2 separate regions of the Oryctolagus cuniculus genome follow, and region 2 is linked to region 1. Evidence: chromatin contacts called from public Micro-C data. All regions are on one chromosome and are shown on one strand. Each heading gives the region's core, a stretch centred on a gene start, on an enhancer-like site or on the middle of the called end of the contact. The rest is flanking DNA. Distances are from core to core; before and after follow the strand shown.

Evidence for each region. A called contact is a pair of places that touch in the nucleus more often than the background predicts.
Region 2: a Micro-C map of ear pinna shows a contact between it and region 1, with 5 times the contacts expected there. The contact joins the enhancer-like site here to the promoter of RAPGEFL1 in region 1. A contact is called at or near these places in 2 of 6 Hi-C or Micro-C datasets (ear pinna and an unstated tissue).

What each region holds. Positions count from the first base shown.
Region 1 is chr17:22,276,654-22,279,252 of mOryCun1.1, reverse strand. RAPGEFL1 (Rap guanine nucleotide exchange factor like 1) reads left to right here and starts at 1,323. Exons shown (of 15, transcript XM_051825660.2): 1 at 1,323-2,234. The coding sequence starts at 1,715.
Region 2 is chr17:22,325,487-22,328,085 of mOryCun1.1, reverse strand. No RefSeq gene overlaps it. Among named protein-coding and RNA genes, the nearest start is that of MSL1, 7.9 kb to the right of the region's middle. Within about 2 kb of position 1,300, at least 3 of the 8 cell types and tissues checked have an H3K27ac peak or open chromatin away from gene starts, as enhancers often do. A contact at or near this core is called in ear pinna, where this site is marked.

The DNA.
Region 1 (2,599 bases), core at 74-2,573:
TCTAGTTTCCAAAAGCCTGTCAGCCCATTTTATTTCCAGCCCCCACATCCTCCACACTCCCCAATTCTTCGCCCTTCCTAACCGACGATCCCAAATCCTGCCCAGAGAGGAGGTTACCAAGGCAACCAGCTTAATCTGGTAACTGTGGCATGTGCTGGGAGAGAAACTCCCCTCTTCCCATTTGGTTCATAAAATGCTGCCTGGAGAGCTCCAAGCCACTCCAACCAGTGTCCCCTTTCCACCCTAGGGATAGTGTCCACTAAAGGGAGCCCAGGAAGACTTATGCTCAGGTCCCTAATCCTGCTTCTTAACCCAAATTGTGTTCTCTTTACTGTTCCCTTTCCAAATCCACAGACAGATGGGTGTGCAAAGCCTTCTTTCTGTGAACACATGCTCTAGCACACACGTGACCAGGCATGCACATTGACACATGTGTACACACCCTGTTCAGTTCTACCACCACTCCCAGCCATTAGCATTCCTGTGCTTGCCTGGCTGGTTCACAGTAAACAGGGGTGGGGCATTGTCCAGGGAGCCACAACCCGGCCAGAACCAGGTGCCACTCCCTCACCTTGTAAGCCTCTCCGAGTGTATTCATGCTGAGTGAACATTTCCCCTCCTGAGGCAGTGTAGCAGTGTACCCTTAAGGGACAGATGGCCCTTGGCCTGAGAATTCTTCAGATTGCTAATTTGGCACCACTTCTCCAACTCCATGGCTACGTACACTCAGCTCTTTGATGTTGGCAGTTCTGGGACTTGTCACCCATCCCCGTGGCCCTGCTTGCTTTTGCTGTCAGCTGGGCTCCTCCCCCACTGCCTACCATCTTCTCACCCCAAGCAGACCTGCTGCAACCTGCTGTGCCCTACCTGGCTCCTACCTACCTGTCAGTACCTGCCTCACAGGCCAGGCCTGCACCACCCAGTGAGCCCTACCGGAGCGGGCAGATGGGCATCGCCCCCAGTGCTGATGTTAGTGCACTCAAGAGGCTCTCCCAGCCCCTCTCACAAAGGTGCTGTCTTCATAGGCCTCACCTGGTACAGACAGCCAAGTCAGAGTGTGCAGACCACAGACCTATCCTGGTTCTTTGAAATGATGCTAAGAGACCCAGAAATTCCCCGAGCCGACAATTCCTCTCCATCGGTAAATCACTCTCACTTAGACCCTTAATTTTTGCGACTGTCGGAACCCAAGCCCTTTAAGATTTCCCTCGCGATCAGCCGCGGCGCCCTAGTTCAAGCCTCGCGCGGCCCAGAGGGCGGGCCCAGGAAGAGCCGGGGCGGGGACTGGGCGGGGACTCGGGAGGGGGCGCGGTCTCAGTTCTGCCACCTTCCCCCCGGCCAGGAGCGCAGCCGCCGCCGCCGCGTCCTCTCAGCTTTGCGCTGCGCCCGCTGCTTCTGCCGCCGCAGCCCCGGCCCAGGAGCGCAGAGCTCGGGACGCCGGCCCCACAGCCTGCCCACCATTCGGACGCGCGCCGGCCGCGGCGACATGGGGGGCTGCTGAGAGCGGACGTTTTTCTCTCTGGCACCACCTACGGCCACTGGCCTCTGGCCTCTGGCCAGCAAGCCTCGGGCACCTCTGGACCCCAGTCCGGCGCCTGGCACGGCCCTCCGTTCTGCTCCTCCGGCTCTGAGCATCGTGTCCCCGCCCCCCCCCCCCCCGCGCCTGGGACACCTGGGTCCCCCGGCGGCCCCTAGGAGAGGGGCGGGGGGGGGCATGAAGCCACTGGAGAAATTTTTGAAGAAGCAGACGTCGCAACTGGCCGGGCGAACGGTGGCGGGAGGTCCCGGCGGGGGTCCGGGGAGCTGCGGTGGGCCCGGAGTGGGTGGGGGATCCGGCGGGGGCAGCGGTCTGACCGGGGGACCGCGGCCACTGCAGCGGCGGCAGAGCGTGTCGCGCCTGCTTCTCCCAGCTTTCCTCCGGGAGCCCCCCGCCGAGCCGGAGCTGGAGCCGCCAGCCGAGGAGGAAGCGGGAGAGCTGGCGGGGGTCGCGGAGGAGCCGGGCAGCGGGGGACCCTGTTGGCTGCAGCTCGAGGAGGTGCCAGGCCCTGGGCCGCTCGGGGGCGGGGGTCCCTTGCGCTCCCCGTCCTCGTACTCCTCGGATGAGCTGTCCCCGGGAGAGCCCCTAACTCCGCCGCCCTGGGCCCCCCTGGGCGCCCCCGAGCGGCCGGAGCATCTTCTGCACCGGGTTCTGGAGCGGCTGGCTGGAGGGGCCACCAGGGACAGCGGCGCATCAGGTAAGGAGTGAGCGGCTCGTCCAGCCCGGAGCAGGGGGCTTGCCCGGGCTTCCTCTTCCTCGCCCTTGGAGAGTGGGGGTGGCGCTGTGAGGGTCCTCCGGAGCGGGGCGGGCCTAGCTGAGGCACGGACCCCTGGCGGACGGGAGGCCGCCCTGCCCACCTCCCTCTCTGTAGCAGGGAGAAGCAGCGGAGCCGCTCTCCTTAAACCACCCTTGCTTTCCCCTGCGCCTTTGAGCTACGGAAACCCGTGGGGTCCCTGATGTTGATCCCCTCCTCCCGTGGCCCCAAATTAGGGCTTGACATTACTAAAATGGCAGCTGCCCAGCACAGCCCGTGCCACCCTGCAGTGGGGTGCCCCAGCCCTG
Region 2 (2,599 bases), core at 51-2,550, 49 kb before region 1:
CAAGTCCCAAGTCAGATTTTTTTTTTTTTTTTTTTTTTGACAGGCAGAGTGCACAGTGAGAGAGAGAGACAGAGAGAAAGGTCTTCCTTTGCCCTTGGTTCACCCTCCAATGGCTGCCGCTGCCGGCGTGCTGTGGCTGGTGCACCGCGCTGATCCGATGGCAGGAGCCAGGTGCTTCTCCTGGTCTCCCATGGGGTGCAGGGCCCAAGCACTTGGGCCATCCTCCACTGCACTCCCTGGCCACAGCAGAGAGCTGGCCTGGAAGAGGGGCAACCGGGACAGAATCCGGCACCCTGACCAGGAGTAGAACCCGGTGTGCCAGCGCCACAAGGCGGAGGATTAGCCTAGTGAGCCGCGGCGCCGGCCCCAAGTCAGAATTTTTCCCAAAGCAACTGCTTCATTGTTTGGCTTCACTTGACCTATTTTTCTAGCTTTTCCTGGTCAGTCCCCCAATTGCTGCTCTGCCACTTTTCCTCAGTATGATCACTTGGGACTTTTCCCACCCAGGGCAAATGTTCCCAGTGCTAAGAAAGGGAGAAACTCAGTTTTACACACAATTCATATCAGTCTAAGGGGACTAAGCTCACAGGGATAGAACTGCCTAGTTTTTTTTTTTTTTTGTGGTGTGTAAGGGGTTGGGGAGGGAATGGGATGTGTGTGGGTGGGTACCCCATCACCCAGCCCTAATCACGGAACTTTTTTTTTTTTAAATTATTTTTTTTTTGAATGATAGAATCTTCTGCTGGTTCACTCCCCTGATGGCCATCCTAGTAGGGGGTGGGCCTGGCCAAAGCTAGCTAGGAGCTTCATCTGGATCTCCCACTGGGTGCAGGGGCCCAAGCACTCAGGCTGTTTTTCCCAGGCCATTAGTGGGGGGCTGGATGGGAAGTGGAGCAGCCAGGACTGTAACTGATGCCCCTATGGGATGATGGCATTGCAGGCAGCCACAGCATCGGCCCCAATTAGGGAACTCGTAGCTCTTGTCTGGCCTGAGGGGATCTGAGCACTCAGCCAACAACACGAAGAGCTCTAGGGGGAAATGCAGTTGGAATGGAGGTAACCCACTTCAGAACCAGGGATTAAAACTCTATCCAATCCACCCAAAATAGTTTCCTCTAAAGAAATCGCTTGAATTCGTCTTCTCTTTTAGCTGTGCGATTCTTCACGTTTATTAACCGCGGAGCTATGAGGCAGCCACGTTACGCCGTTGTGCTGCCCCACACTCACCCTGAAGGGGGCACTTTTGTTCAGTCGTTGGCGGGTGCCAGCGACGACGGAGCCCCAGGAAGGAAACACAACAATTGGTCACGTGTTGGGGGTGGGGTGTTCTCGCAGGGGTTGCCGGGACAGGGAAGGGAGGTCCACGTGGAGTGGGCGGGGCGCGGTGAAAGTTTTGGCGGGGCTGGCAGACGGAGAGAGATACCCAAATTTGAGTTGTGATTTTATTGAAGAGGTGGGGGAGAAAAAGGCGGCAGAGGAGGTGTGTCCTGCCTTCGGAGAGGGCCCCGCGGGAGCGCCCGGCTCGCGGAGGCCTGGGACGCAGGGCAGCCTTGAGCCGGAAGCCTCTGTGGCTCCGTGCTGGCGCCCCATCCCCGGAGAAGGGAAAGGTGGCCTCTGAAGCCACGGTCTCCTTTAGGTGCCCTGGGGGGGATCTGGGCTACCTTTTCCGAGAGCCTGAGGAAGCCGCGCACTTGAACTCCCCGTGGGGAGTAGCCAAAATCGGTGTCTCGTTACCTACTTCTGCCCCACGGTGAGTGGGAAAGGGCGGCTTCACAGGGTCATAGAGCTGGAAGGGACCGTAAGGAGGAACTGTTTCGAATTTTTTTTTTTTTGGTCTGGGAAAACCAAGACCCAGCCAGGTAAGAGGGCTTGCTGCCTGGTCTTTCCACACCCTGGGCATTCCCTTCAAAGAATGTTGGTCACGGAAATGGAATTCTGCCCCTCTGTAAGCATTAGAGGCATGGTGAGTGTTGGCCTTTAAATCTGTACCCTTAGCCAGAGGGCAAAAGGAATGGTCATTATCCCATTAAGGATAAAATAGACAACTGTTTAGGAACTTGATTTATGGGTCCCAACTGTGGTTTTCCTGGGCTCTGCTCCCTCCCTCGTGGCCTTCACCCTTGATACCTCCCTAGATCACCACAGTTTAAAACCTAATGGTTTGAAAGCGAGAATTCTCCTTCCTTCTTAGAAAATCTCTTCTCAGGTTTCAGTTTTCTGGTGGTTTTTCCCCATAAACTGAGATCAAGATCCGACCTCCAATTCAAAAAAATTCCACCCTTGGCTCGAGGAGAAAAGCATGTTTACTTAGTCTGAAGTAATGAAATCCTAGACTTTTGGATCTCTGAGCAGCAGTGTTTCCAAAAAAAAAAAAAAAAAAAAAGTGGGGACTGATGAAATTGACAGCTTTTAATTTTGTCAATGAGGACATTTACAAACTTCAACCAATTGTTGCTTACTATCACTGCCATTTCACAAAGTACACTTTAACACAAAATAGATTTTTTTAAAGATTTATTTTATTTGAAAGAGTTACAGAGAGAGCTCTTCCATCTGCTGGTTCACTCCTTGAATGGCCATAACGGCCAAGGCTGCACCA